Linked DNA regions of Sus scrofa: all the other regions are linked to region 1. A link is a contact called in public HiChIP or PLAC-seq and promoter capture Hi-C data. All regions are on one chromosome and are shown on one strand. Each heading gives the region's core, a stretch centred on a gene start, on an enhancer-like site or on the middle of the called end of the contact. The rest is flanking DNA. Distances are from core to core; before and after follow the strand shown. Region 1 holds the start of NDUFB4 (NADH dehydrogenase [ubiquinone] 1 beta subcomplex subunit 4). Region 2 holds the start of GOLGB1 (golgin subfamily B member 1). Region 3 holds the start of HCLS1 (hematopoietic lineage cell-specific protein). Region 4 holds the start of COX17 (COX17 cytochrome c oxidase assembly homolog). Region 5 holds the start of MAATS1 (cilia- and flagella-associated protein 91).

The links. Promoter capture Hi-C pulls out the DNA fragments that hold promoters and counts their contacts. HiChIP or PLAC-seq counts read pairs in DNA pulled down with a chosen protein or histone mark.
Region 2: a promoter capture Hi-C map of liver shows a contact between it and region 1, with 4 times the contacts expected there. The contact joins the promoter of GOLGB1 here to the promoter of NDUFB4 in region 1. A contact is called at or near these places in 1 of 5 promoter capture datasets (liver) and 3 of 47 Hi-C or Micro-C datasets (embryonic fibroblasts, heart right ventricle and retroperitoneal adipose tissue).
Region 3: an H3K27ac HiChIP or PLAC-seq map of alveolar macrophages shows a contact between it and region 1. The contact joins the promoter of HCLS1 here to the promoter of NDUFB4 in region 1. A contact is called at or near these places in 2 of 2 datasets of contacts at active chromatin or transcription factors (alveolar macrophages and skeletal muscle).
Region 4: an H3K27ac HiChIP or PLAC-seq map of alveolar macrophages shows a contact between it and region 1. The contact joins the promoter of COX17 here to the promoter of NDUFB4 in region 1. A contact is called at or near these places in 1 of 5 promoter capture datasets (liver) and 1 of 2 datasets of contacts at active chromatin or transcription factors (alveolar macrophages).
Region 5: an H3K27ac HiChIP or PLAC-seq map of alveolar macrophages shows a contact between it and region 1. The contact joins the promoter of MAATS1 here to the promoter of NDUFB4 in region 1. A contact is called at or near these places in 2 of 47 Hi-C or Micro-C datasets (heart right ventricle and skeletal muscle) and 1 of 2 datasets of contacts at active chromatin or transcription factors (alveolar macrophages).

What each region holds. Positions count from the first base shown.
Region 1 is chr13:139,729,163-139,731,801 of Sscrofa11.1, forward strand. It overlaps NDUFB4 (NADH dehydrogenase [ubiquinone] 1 beta subcomplex subunit 4), which reads right to left and starts at 1,330. Exons shown (of 3, transcript XM_003361882.4): 1 at 1,088-1,330. The coding sequence starts at 1,267. All of the region lies in intron 2 of LOC102162379 (a long non-coding RNA gene), which reads left to right.
Region 2 is chr13:138,753,508-138,756,146 of Sscrofa11.1, forward strand. It overlaps GOLGB1 (golgin subfamily B member 1), which reads left to right and starts at 1,296. Exons shown (of 23, transcript XM_021070274.1): 1 at 1,296-1,326.
Region 3 is chr13:138,851,056-138,853,694 of Sscrofa11.1, forward strand. It overlaps HCLS1 (hematopoietic lineage cell-specific protein), which reads left to right and starts at 1,332. Exons shown (of 14, transcript XM_013980963.2): 1 at 1,332-1,499.
Region 4 is chr13:140,582,932-140,585,570 of Sscrofa11.1, forward strand. COX17 (COX17 cytochrome c oxidase assembly homolog) reads left to right here and starts at 1,355. Exons shown (of 3, transcript NM_001348525.1): 1 at 1,355-1,606. The coding sequence starts at 1,500.
Region 5 is chr13:140,565,647-140,568,285 of Sscrofa11.1, forward strand. It overlaps MAATS1 (cilia- and flagella-associated protein 91), which reads right to left and starts at 1,330. Exons shown (of 18, transcript XM_003132654.4): 1 at 1,061-1,330. The coding sequence starts at 1,184.

The sequences.
Region 1 (2,639 bases), core at 80-2,579:
TGGTTCTAATTCTTTTCTACCACTTGCTAACAGAGTATCACCCTGTGACAACTTGCCCTTCCCATGTCATCTTTCTCATCTGTAAAATGGGGATAGTAATAAAGTTTAAATCTTCAAATACCCATGATATTTGAATTTCAGAAAGTTTCAGTAATTCCTGGCACACCTGTAAATTTCCTTCAATCCTCACAACTTCCTAAAATTCCTACAAAATACCAATGCAACTGTTGGGAAAAAAACTTCTCTAAAAAATCATATTTACATATTTAAATAGCTCTTGTACAGAAAATTATCTTCTAGATAATAGCTATCGGTCTACTAGGCATGTTATAAGTGCTGGGAGCATTATACAGACTATCTCATTTAACCTCAAAAGGTTTCTATAAAGAATGTACTATCGTTTCCGTATATGAAAATTATAAAACTAAGGTTCAGAAGGGTTAGGGATTTTGCACAAGGTCATATAATTTGCCAATAGGTAGTGCCTTCGTGTCTGACTCCAAAGCCCAAAGCTTTAGCAAGCTGTAGGGTATCTGGATTATTAGAAGATGTAAACTGAAAAATCACTATATTCCCATCAGAACAGTATTTCTATGAACTGTGAACTGTAAAGTGGAAAACAGCTTTAAAACACCCCCCCCCCCATATTTTCTGAACACTCAGCACAAGCCAGGAACTGTGCTGGTGGGTCACGTGCCCCATCTCATTTAATCCTCATAAGAGCCTCGTAAAACAGGAAGTACTATATTATCCCCATTTTTCAGATAGGAAAACCAAAGCCAAGCAGCAGGGTTGAAAAGCTTTTCCATGATCACCCAGGCGAGAAGTGATCAAGCTGGGACTCAAACCCAGCCACTTGTGAACCCAGAACCCGTCCTCCTAACCGCTAAGCTATCCACCCAAGGTCAAAGGGCTAATGCCAAGGTCCTGCTCTCTGGGCCTGGAAGAGGACCTGTGTTTTAAAACACTCTTTGGAAACGGTGACCGCCCCGTGGCGTGGTCCCCCTTGGGCCGTCTAGGCTGCCGGGTCTGACGGGACCATCCGGACTCTGGCCCTCGATTCCCACCCGGCTGGCCCCTCACTCACGATGACCCCTAGGCGGTTAGGGTCGTTGTACTGGAGCAGGTACTCCCGCTTAAGCCGGGATCTTATGGCCAACCGCTCGGCTTGTGCCTTCCGGGTTTCCGGAGATATGTCGTATTCAGCTGGGTCGAGAGTAGCTGGCAGGGTTGCCAGGCGGGAAGGCTTGTATTTTGGGAACGACATCTTGGCAACCCGGCGCACAAACGCGCCTGCGGGGCCCCGAGGCCCGCCCCCTACGTGCTGACCTTTGTCCTGAGGAAGTGCGCCTGCGTGTTAGCAAGAGGCGGAAACGGTTTAGCATGTACAGCTTTTTAACCTTCCTCTGTCCCCGGCGCTAGTAGCGATCTGCGCATGCGCAAGGTACTTTCCTCGCCTTCCCCCGCCCTCTCCTTTTCCTACCGCTGTGGAAAGTCTCGCTTCTTGTCCGTGCTTGCAGCTCTAGCTTTACTGACCCTGAAGGGCACATTCTGTGAAGTTGAGTTAGCAGAGAGGAGAAATGGGACCGACTGTGGAATTCTCTTTTAGTACAAGTCCATCTCTCTGACCTGGGGAAGTCACTTAACTTCTCGGAGTTTCCTCTTCCTTATCCTGGAGATTATGATCCCTATTCTGTCTGCCTAGCAAAACTCATGTGAGGATTAAATAAAATAATGAATAGATGCAACATACTTTGCAAAATATTCCTTATCCAAGAAAAAGAAAAACCAAATCTTAGTTACAACACTGAAACCTTTTAGTAAAATCCTTACCATTCTTCAGATGCTAAGATTAAAAAACATCCATAGAAATATGAAAATAAGCATAGGAGCATTTTATCTTACTGTGAAAGATAGTTTGGGGGGAAGAGTGAGGATAACCTTAAAGGGAATGTTCTCCATCCCTACCATCCTTCTCCTTTCCCCACTATCACCAAAGAAAAAGGGCTACTTCAAGTTGCAAGGCAGGTTCTTTGGGTACCAAGCAGATATTCCTTAGGGGAAAACATGTAAACAATATTTCCATAACTCAGGCAAGGAAAGTGGATCAAAAGTTAACTTCAGCTTGGATGAACCATCTGGGGACATGTAGAAATGTTGCGAAATGGTTGCTAAGCAGAGAAGGGACCTAGAAAGTGTTGGCACTTGACGTGATGAGGAGCAGCACTGCTGTCAAATTTATTCAACATTTTAATACTGTTTTTAAATATTTATTAAGCACTCACTGCATGAAGCATCCTGCACACTAGTCAGTCAATCTTCTAGGCTGAGTGGGAAAAACAAAAATGAAAGATGAGGTGATTGTCTCTGAGGAGCTGACAATCCCGGCAGTACAGAAAGAATAGACAGAATATGATAATATTTGCTAAGCAGTTTACTGTCCAAATGAATATATAGAAAAATGGGCTCAGAAGAATGGAGACTGAGGGAATGTAGAAGAAAGAAATTTTTTGTTGTTGTTGTTTTTTTTTTTTTTTTTTTTGTCTTTTTGCTATTTCTTTGGGCCACTCCTGCGGCATATGGAGGTTCCCAGGGTAGGGGTCCAGTCGGAGCTGTAGCCACTGGCCTACGCCAGAGCC
Region 2 (2,639 bases), core at 46-2,545, 980 kb before region 1:
CAAGAACAGTACACACTAATTACAGGGGACTACAATTTAGATGGTCACCAGAAAATGCCTTACTGATGTTTGATCCACAAAGATTTATGTAATAAACATTAGCACGAGGATGCATAGGGTGGGCTGAGTGCCTGACACACAGTAAGTCTCAATAAATTCAAATAATACTAATTGTCAAGGGAGTCCCTGATATCACAGGAGCTGGCTACTTTTATTCCTTTCCTTAGAGGCTCTGTGACTGTTACTGGAGCACCTCACTGACTCCTGTCCCAGTACCAGAGCCCTCAACCCTCACCTGCTTAAGGGCCAGTTCTGACACCACTTATTAAAAGGCATTCTCTGGTATTCACTACTTTCCCTCTAACTCAAATCCTTAGAAACATCTCTGATCCTTTCATACAGATGCCAAGTTCTACCTAGTCCGAGTCACATTAGTAAGTCGCTGTTTGTGAAAGTCACTTTAATCTGGTTCTCATTTTTCATCAGTAAAATGAAAAAGTCATATTAGATGTCCTACTTTCCGGTCTAATATTTTATGACTCTAAGAGCAAAACCCACATTCTTTTTTTTTTTTTTTGTCTTTTGTCTTTTTGTCTGTTGTTGTTGTTGCTATTTCTTGGGCCGCTCCCGCGGCATATGGAGGTTCCCAGGCTAGGGGTTGAATCGGAGCTGTAGCCACCGGCCTACGCCAGAGCCACAGCAACGCGGGATCCGAGCCGTGTCTGCAACCTACACCACAGCTCACGGCAACGCCAGATCATTAACCCACTGAGCAAGGGCAGGGACCGAACCCGCAACCTCATGGTTCCTAGTCGGATTCGTTAACCACTGCGCCACGACGGGAACTCCAAAACCCACATTCTTATACCCTCCTCACAGCTCATTTAGCAATCCTAATGGCAGCTGGTTTCTGCAGTGCAGAGTCTCCGCGAAAGCCCAAGCTACAATGTCGATCAGTTTTGACCAACCCCGCGGAGGTATCAGAAGCAATAAGCGCAGCCACTTTACTTTGGAAACACCTGACCTTACCAAGAAGGCCCGCCCTCCCGGCATTTCCGGCTCTTCCCCAAATTTTCTTCCGGAACACTTTCTCGGGTCTGACTCCACCCCTCCTCCACTCTTTAGAGTCTATTGGCTGTTTCTTTGAGGAAGCGGAGCATTTCCTGACTTTGATTGGTCTCGGTCATTGTTGACGGGTTAGGTACAAACAAGGCGTGCCTGGTCTCCCTGGTAACGCCCTGTCAATAGCCCTGATTGGTCCATATCCTAATCCCAGTTTCCGTCCCAACAGCGAGTGGTTGAGTCCGGCAGCGGGGCGCGGCGGAGGTGGGTGTCGTGTACGGGATTCCCGAGCTGACGTGGCTTAAATTTGGGAGGGGGGCAGCTGGAGCCTCCGGCAACAACCTCTTCCAGGTGAGTGGGGGATACTCCCCAACTCCTCCCTTCCTTGAGCCTTGTAACGGTCACCCCCACCACAAGGCCCGCAGGTCTGCCGAAGCAGCCACACTCGGGTCCCCTCCCTGTCCCGCCTCTCCTGATTTAGTCCTGGATCCGGCCCTTTAATCCACCTTCCTTCATCTACAGGGCCTGGTTCCAATTGTTTACTCGCCGGCTGGCGCCGCCGGATGGTTTCAGGGTCGCCCTACACGGCCTCCAGGCACATATGCACTGTCCGCCCCCTCCTTTGGACTTTTCTCCTCTGGGATAGGCGGAGAAAGGCGCTCGGGTCAGCCCTGTCCGCACAGCCTCGTTCCCTAAGCAGCCTGCTCAGGCCGACCTGTGTACGCAGCAGCCGACGTCGGAGAGAACCTGCCCGGCCCCTCTGCGGTCAGGCCCTAAACAAACTTAGTGTCTGGAAGGGGAGGCGGGAGCCAAACAAATCCAAGGTCTTGAGGGCGGAGATCACAGAAACATTGGCGCTATTAACGCAAATGTGGGTCTGTCGAAGGATCCTGGATCCTGCTACTGAGTTGCTGGGGAGGTTCAGAGAGAGGGATGATCCTTGCAATCCCATTAAGACTAAAATCCCAGGAATCGGAGGGAGGTTATTAGAGGAAAGGGAACCCTGAAGAAAGTTCTGGAGGAAAAAGAATTTGATTTGAAAATGGAGGATGTTTATTCTGCATAACAGGTTGGTGTGTAGGAGTGTTAGGGGTAGATAACCCCCCTCGACAAATGAGGAATATATTTGTCTGACTTGAAGAGTTTCAGTTGGTCTGTGGGGAGAAGACAATTTAAGAGTAGGGCAGAGATATTTAAAGATCGCTGGATAAGTACTTTCACTTTTGGAAACAGTTGGAAGCTTTCCGAGCTTTTAAAGAATCTCACAGTTTTGTGCAAGATAGCACTAGAGAGCTCACTACAGAAAGGCTGGAGGCCTTTTCAGAAGCACGAAGTAATTAAATTTGGATGATCAGAATGATTATGAACTGTCAAAATCAGTAAGTGTTCTTTTGGAAGTGACAGGATATGGTCATGGAATAGATATAGGGAAGAGTTGAAGAGAATTCAAAAATTGCAGACATTGTACACTGACTGTTTCACAGCTTTTACGTTTTATTCTTTGACCATGGAATGACCATTTGATGCTTTCCTCTTTGCTTGTTAAATTTGTTCGAGTACATCAGTACTTTCCAAGT
Region 3 (2,639 bases), core at 82-2,581, 880 kb before region 1:
GAGGTGATGTTTGTTCTTCACTGTCTGACTAACTTCCCTTGAGTTTCTAGGTCCATCCGTGTTGCTGCAAATGGCATTATTTCATTCTTTTTATGCTGAATAATATTCCATTGTATATGTACCACATCTTTATCCATTCCTCTGTCGATGAACATTTAGGTTGCTTCCATGTCTTAGCTATTATAAACAGTGCTTCAATGAACATTTGGGTGCATATATCTTTTTGAATGATGGTTTTCTCTGGATAGATGCCTAGGAGTGGGATTGCTGGATCATATGGTAGTTCTATTTTTAGTTTTTTGAGGACCTCCATACTGTTTTCCATAGTAGTTGCACCAATGTGCATTCCCACCAACAGTGTAAAAAAAGAGAGAGGACTCAAATCAATTAAATTAGAAATGAAAAAGAAGTTACAGCAGACATCACAGAAATACAAAGGATCATAAGAGACTACTACAAGAAGCTATATGCTAATAAAAATGGACAACTTCGAAGAAATGGACGAATTTTTAGAAAGGTACAATCTTCCAAGAATAAACCAGGAAGAAATAGAAAAGATGCATGGACCAATCACAAGTACTGAAATTGAAGCTGTGATTAAAGAACTTCCAACAAACAAAAGTCCAGGACCAGATGGCTTCACAGGCGAATTCTATCAAAAATTTAGAGAAGAGTTAACACCTATCCTGAAACTATTCCAAAAAATGGCAGAGGAAGGAACACTCTATATTTAGTTTTTTTTAAGGAATCTCCAAACTGTTCTCCATAGTTCCAAACCCCAGTTGTAAGTAATGTGAGTGATATAGAAATTGCGTTTCTTCTTAAATCTTACCCTTCAGGGTGTTCCCTTGTGGCGCAGCATGTTAAGGATCTGGTGTTGTCGCTGCAGCAGCTCAGGATGCTCTTGTGGCACAGGTTCAGTCCCTGGCCTGGGAACATCTATATGCTATGAGAACGGCAAAAAAAAAAAAAAAAAAAAAAAAAAAAAAAAAGGAAAAGAAATCTTACCATGTTAAGATTGATTTTTGAAAATGTGAAAATTCACATAAAAATTAGTTTTTCCATTAAGTCTTTAGCCCATACCAAATTCTCAAAATTTCTTTGCTATAAGCAGATGCAATTGCCCACCTATTTTGGAAACAAATTTTCTTCAATGGTCTTATGTATTTTCTGGTTGAATGTTTTGCTTCCCTGACCAGATTATAAACTCTGAGAGTTCATTTTTTTATGACCTCTGAGACCCTCAAAGCCTTGCAAAAGAGCAAGCACCAAGCATTTAATCCTTTTTTATTTAAGTGCCTAAGCAGAAGGAACTGACTCAAACTTCAGGAAGTAGCTGTGAGGACAGGGTGGCAGGAAATGACAGAAAACCTGAATACGGAACTGAAGCAGCAGCTCAGAATTTCTTGCTCTGAAGTCGCAGCAGCTAGAGAGGAGCTGAGTGTCGCTGTGAGGAGCTGAGAGCTGAGAGCTGAGAGCAAACGCTTGCACGGTTGAAGGTGAGTTGTCCGAGCAGTGGGAAAGTTGGGGGGCACAGGACAAGAGTTGAAGTGAGAGGACCCTGCCTGGCTCTTAGTCTTTGCTGAGAGGCCAAGTCACTGCTAGTCGGCTTTTCACCTTTTATGGCCAGAAGTCCAGGGTGTGGGTGGTTGTGGGTAATGAGCATCTGGGGATAGAAGCAGAAGGAGGAGGCTGGAGCTCAGGGAACAGGATTTAGCAGCCCTCGACCACCCCTGGTTTCTGCTGACAATTCACGGCCCTCTCTAAGGCCCCTTGCTCCTAGGTACTGAGTTGGGAGGTGAAGACAGTCTGTGCCCTCGGAGGGTGTGTGAGCTAGCAGAGCCAAAACCCACGGGAGACACTGCAACAGATCCGGAAGTAGTAGTTGCTAATATACACCAGTGCTGAGATCCAAGTGCTAAAATGAAGGCATGGTGGTTCCACGAGGGCAGGTTTCTATGAATGTTGGATCATAGAGTCCCGGGGTGTCAGAATGGAGGGGACTTGATGGATTCGCAAGGATAACCTCTTTGTTTCTTTTCCATTGGGAAAAACAGTATCAGGGATGTTCAATGATTTACCAAATTGTTTTCATTGATATTTGTCATTTGCTTAGGCTGGTACCTGGCAAATAAGTACATATGGTCTCTATGTTGACTTCCTGGTCTCTTCTGATTCCCAGTCTGTGTACTTTTCTGAGGCAGCCTCATGATGAAGCCTTGACATCCTGGACTCCAGGCCTCACCACGTTACTCTGGATTCCACCTCTAGATAACATGTATGGGCTTCCTTATTTCTGACCAGTAGCTCAAGGATACTAAATTGCCTGTGTCAGAAAGCCTGCCCTTTGTTTCAAAAGTACATGAGGATGGGAGGCTTATGGGAGAGTAAGGCTGAGGCCTGAACAGCAGGAAAGAAGCCGGGACCATTGGTCCTCCATGCTGCTTCTCAGCCCACGGATACTTCAAAAACTTCTATTTTCCAGTTTTCTATGTGAAGTCCTTTTGTGGCAGAGTGGCCCAAAAGCCAGGACTAGAGGTGTTAGCTTCATGGTCCCCATCCATTGTTGTTACCCCACAGGGGAAGGCAGGGCTACTCTCAGCAATGACTCATCCCACTGTCCAGCTGACTTGGTCAGT
Region 4 (2,639 bases), core at 105-2,604, 850 kb after region 1:
TAGGCTGCATCCCGCAGGTCTGCAAGCCCTGTGCCTACCCAGCTTCATGACTGAAGAGCCCAGAGTCAGTGACAGAGACATGGATGGTTTAATGGCCAGGGGGTTCTTACATGTCTGACAGGACATGGTAAAGTCTCTGCTCCTGGAGGGGAAGGGGAGATTGCCAGTTACAGTGGGAATTGACATCAGGTTGGCACATGAGTTACCAGGGAGACCAGCAGAGAGGCACTGCCCTCACCGCTCTTTAGATAAGAACAATCTCATTGCTGGGGCCTGGGACAAATATGTAGAAAGGTCAATCATGCACTTAGGGGTTGGTGGAGCAGGAAATGGTGGAGCAGGGAATGTACAAAGAGCAAGAAAACAGCCATCTTGAGGGGCAATACCATTGGCTGGTTTAGGTGATAAGCAATGTTTGATTAACCAAAGTGCGTATCCCTAGACAGCTATTTTAACAATGCCTGGAAGTCCTGCTTTAAAAAATAAGTTCATCCTTCCTCAAACAATTCTCTGCAGGAAAAAAACTTAATGGTTATGTCCATTCTATTGCAAATACTGTCTAAGTTTACTTATTTACCTAGATGGATAGGTATTAACTGAATTTGAGGAATGACAATGAAAAGGCATTTTAAAATTTTACTAACCAATATATTTGCCCTATGATTGGCAATTCATATGGAAATCAATTCAGTTGGAGAGGGAGCTATAAACACTAACTAGCTGAGGATTTAAAGCGTGTGGGTGAGGTAAGGTTCCCAGGCTAGGGGTCTAATCGGAGACACAGCTGCTGCCAGCTTATGCCACAGCCACATCAACACCTGATCTGAGCCCTGTCTGTGACCTACACCACAGCTCAGGGCAACGCTGGATCCTTAAACCACTGAACGAGGCCAGGGATAGAACCCGAAACCTCATGGTTCCTAGTCTGATTCGTTTGCGCTGACCACTAGGGAACTCCTTTGCTACTCACTTTTAACTAGAGCGGTGAAGTGGGGTGGTGAAGGCAGTAAGGCAGATAATGGCAAGCATAAGATGCCGGGCGCTAAGTCTGTTACTCAAGAGGAATTGGCTTTCACTAGTGTTTTTTTTTTTTTTCTGTAGCATAGACAGGTCATTTCACCTTCTTGAGTTTCAGTTTTCGACTTCGAGCTGGGTGTATGGTTGAGAGCTCTCCGAGTTGCCTTACGGGTCTCCTCATTTGTGGGTCCTCTCAATGCTGGTCTACAAACATCGCTGCACTTTACCTGGGCTCTCTGCACCTGCGCGGAAAAGGCGCCCTAGCACTAAGGCCATCATTCGGCCTCTTCTGCGCACGCGCGTGCCCTTTAAAACATTTTTCCTCTTTACCTCCTCCCTTCCTCCCAGTTCGTCAGAGTGAGAGGCAGGACTTCCTGTTCTGTTTTGGAGCGACTGCCGGAAATAACTGCGGGCGAATCGGCGTGTCCGGAGGCCGGTAGAGTTTGGGGTGGCAGAGCTAATTGCAGCTTTCGGCGCGAAAAATGCCGGGTCTGGCGGCCGCAATCCCTGCCCCGCCTGAATCGCAGGAGAAGAAGCCGCTGAAGCCCTGCTGCGCCTGCCCGGAGACCAAGAAAGCGCGCGATGCGTGGTCAGTGCGCAGCCGGGGAGGGGGCGGCGGGGCAGGCTCCGTGCACTGCCTTCGGGTGCCGCTGCCCGGACTAGGGCTGGTCGTGGCCCTCACTTTGCCGCGGGGCTCTCTTGAGGGTTATAGACCTGGGTAGGCTTCGCAGTCAGCTGTCTGTAGACTGAGCTCGTAGCTTACCCTGGGGAAAAGGTTGAAGGGATCAGAGAGAGGTCAGATTGACCCGCCGCGCTCAATCCAGGCATTCCTTCCTACAAAAGGTTTTTCATCAGCTGTTATGGGTCAAACATTGCTTTAGGACCGAAGGCTTGTAAACGGATGGATGCTACTTGATTTAAAGAAACACAGGAGTTCCCGTGGTGGCTCACCGGATTAAGAACCCGACCAGCAGCCATAAGGATGCAGTTTCGATCCCTGGTCTGTTCAGTGGGTAAAGGAGCCGGCCCTGCAAACTGCAGGGTAGGTCGGTCGCAGATGCCAATGGGATCTGTGTGGCTGTGGCTGCGGTGTAGGCCGGCATATGCAGCTCTGATTCAGCCCCTAGCCTGGGAACTTCCATATGTCCCAGGTGCGGCCCTTAAAAAAAAGTAAAGGGAAACAGTTAATGGAAACGTTTTTCAATGATTGCTCTACTATGGTTTATGGGCCATGATAGAAGACTTGGCAAAATCAGAGTTCCCTTGTGGTGAGAGGGGTTAAGGATCCCACGTGGTCTCAGCAGCGACTGCCGTGGGGCGGGTTCGATCTCTTTTCGGGAAGTTGCACATAGTTCCCCCGCGGCCAAGAAAAAAAGATTTATCAAGATCAAAGAGTAAAAGTTTTCCGGTTTTCTGGTAATTTCTCCCCGAATTTAGTCATAGTAGGGTACAAGGTACATTTCTTAACGGTACAGAAAATCCCCTAAACTCTTCCCCCCACCGTTTTAGGTAGATAATTTAAAAATCAACTAGGCTATAACATATGTGACACTGTAGTGTTCAGAATTGTTTATCTAAATTACCATCAACCTGCAAAAGGTTTTCATTTCTTCTTACTGTAT
Region 5 (2,639 bases), core at 80-2,579, 840 kb after region 1:
ATAGTTTATAAACAATACTTTAATGGTTAAGAATAAGCTTGAAGAAAAGAGAAAGCTAAAAACAAAGATGAAATAAACTGGCCCTTCCTTACCTAGATGCCAAATTTGGAAGAGGCCAGAGAATGAGAACTGGAAGGGCATTTTATGCAGTTTGAATGTGGGAGTGTTGAGTCAGTCTCTGAAACCAAGCAGGATGCTATAGGGCTCCTTGATGGATACAAATCCTTTGTGTGCCCCCAACCCCCCCCTCCTTCTTGTTTGTAGGAAATAGGCTTCATATAGCCTCCTTGACCTTACCTGAGTTTCAAAGAGCAGATTCAAACAGTGGATAATGAGAAAGGAGGGGATGCAGAGACAAGTCAGGAGAAGTCAAGAAACACTACTGCAGCCTTGGGGCAAGATCCTGGTTCCTCCTCAAGAAATATACAGAACATTATCTTTGAGCTCTTCTGCAGAACTAAGGCCCCCACCCAGGTGATCCAGATGGCAATTTCAACACAAGATGGCTGAAGCATCCCTCTGTGACCTCAGGAAAAAAAGTCACATACCCTTCAGCCTTCACCCTAAATATTGCTATTGAAAACTTTTTCCCCAAAACCATCAGGGATTTCGGGGGGGTTTGAACCAAGCCACTCTTGCTTGGCCCTACAGTAAACCTTTTTCTTTTGGTTTGTTTGACCTCACTGTGAGTGGAGCACCCAAACTTTCTTCAGTAACATTTCCAAGTATGCAAATCATTGGGTACTGTATGGGATACCAAAACTCCAGTAACGGGTTTCAGAAAGATTGCTTTGGGCTGTGCAAATTATCAAGAAAAGCGGGTGAAGAAGAGTCAGGTGTTCCCTACCCCTGCTCCAAGACGCAGCTCACCTGAGTCTTCAGAGATGCCCTAGAGTGCACCACCCAGAGGGCTTGGAGCTGCCCATCCAAGACAAGACAAGGGATCTGTCCTGAGGCCAGTCTTTCCTCCGCTGAGCCTCCTGGCCAGGTCCCACCATCTTCAAAGCCCATCTGTCCCAGGAGTCTACAACTCAGGAGGGAGATCTGGAGCCGCCCTTACCATACAGGAAATCATACGTTCGACTAGCGGAGACGTTGCCCCAGGTCCCCGACTTCCCTCTGCACTGGGTTTGAGACATCTGAGGTTTGGCCTGGGGCTCGGTGATGGTCACAACATGACTCATGGTGCCGGCTCTGCCCTGCAGTCAGCCAGGACCAACTTGAGAGACCTAGCTGTTGTGTGGACAGTAGCTATGGTAACCCCCTGGAAGAGCGGAAACGAAGGGCGGAGCGAGGACAGCACGCAAGCGGAGAAGGGAAGAGCGGAACTAGCATGAGAGGGGAGGAGCCGAGTGACAAGGACGGGGCGGGACGAGGGTCAGGAAAGGCGGGCTGGATGAAGAACCTGGGCGGGGCTAGTGAAGGGAGGGGCGCGGGGCTGGCGACCGGGAGGAAGACGGGGGGATTGCAGGAAGGCGTGGGGCGTGGCGCAGGGGCGGGAGGACAGGAAGTGTGCAGAGGGAAGGAGCGGGAGGGGTGGAGAAAGGGGTTGGGAGGAAAGGACAGCACTCAGAAGGAAAAAGGGGAAAGTAGTAGGCCGGGGGAGGATCTGCTACACTGCCCGCTTCATTCCAGAGGCCAAGCCTTGAGTTTTCAGTTGTACATCCAGGATCAATGCGCGGGGCCCGCAGGCTGGGGAAAAGGCTACTGCTCAAATCCAGCAGTGATTTGCCGGTTTCACTCCGCGACCTCTTTCGGAAATCCCTGGGAAATCTCAGAAAAAAATAGTCGGGGGCTTTCCTTTCGGACATCCCCTTTCCGCGGGGCTTTTTCTGCTAGCTGAGAAAGCTCCTAAACGTTGGACTTTGACACTCTATGAACCCTTGCCCTGGGAATCAGGATTTGGGGTGGGGTGGGTAGTTAGTAACTGTTGATCTGCATTCTGCTACCCCTTTCTGAGCCCTGGGCACTAATTAAATCAGCCGAAGATGATGTGGTGTATTCCGCACTGACTTGCTTTTTAAAACTACTTATTATGGAAATGTCTGTTTTTGTTTTTGTTTCAGGGCCGCAACAGCGGCATATGGAGGTTCCCAGGCTAGGGGTCCAATCCGAGCTACAGCCACGCCTATGCCTATGCCACAGCCACGCAGGATCCAAGCAGGGTCTGCTATCTACACCACAGCTCACAGCAACACCTGATCCTCAACCCACTGAGAGAGGCCAGGGATCAAACAGCAACCTCATGGTTACTAGTCGGATTCGCTGCATCACAACAGGACTCTGGAAATGTCTTAACATAGGCAAGAGTGAATCCACTTTTAGTAATGAGCTGGCGCTAATCATCACGGAGTAAATAATTATCAAGAATTTGCCAGTCCAGTTTCACCTGTCTACTATCTCCTTTTGCTTGAGCATTTTCAAATCCCAGACATTATTTTACCCTTAATCTGCATCTCAAACTGATACAGATTTTTAACATAATTGCCATTATCAAATCTAACAAAATTAATAATTCCTTTATATTTAAAATTTAGTATATATTCAAATTTCCCTGATTGAGTCCAAGATTTTTTTTTCTGATCAAAAGATCTAAAAAATTCTTTACACTTTATTTTGGTATCTCAGGATTTTCATCT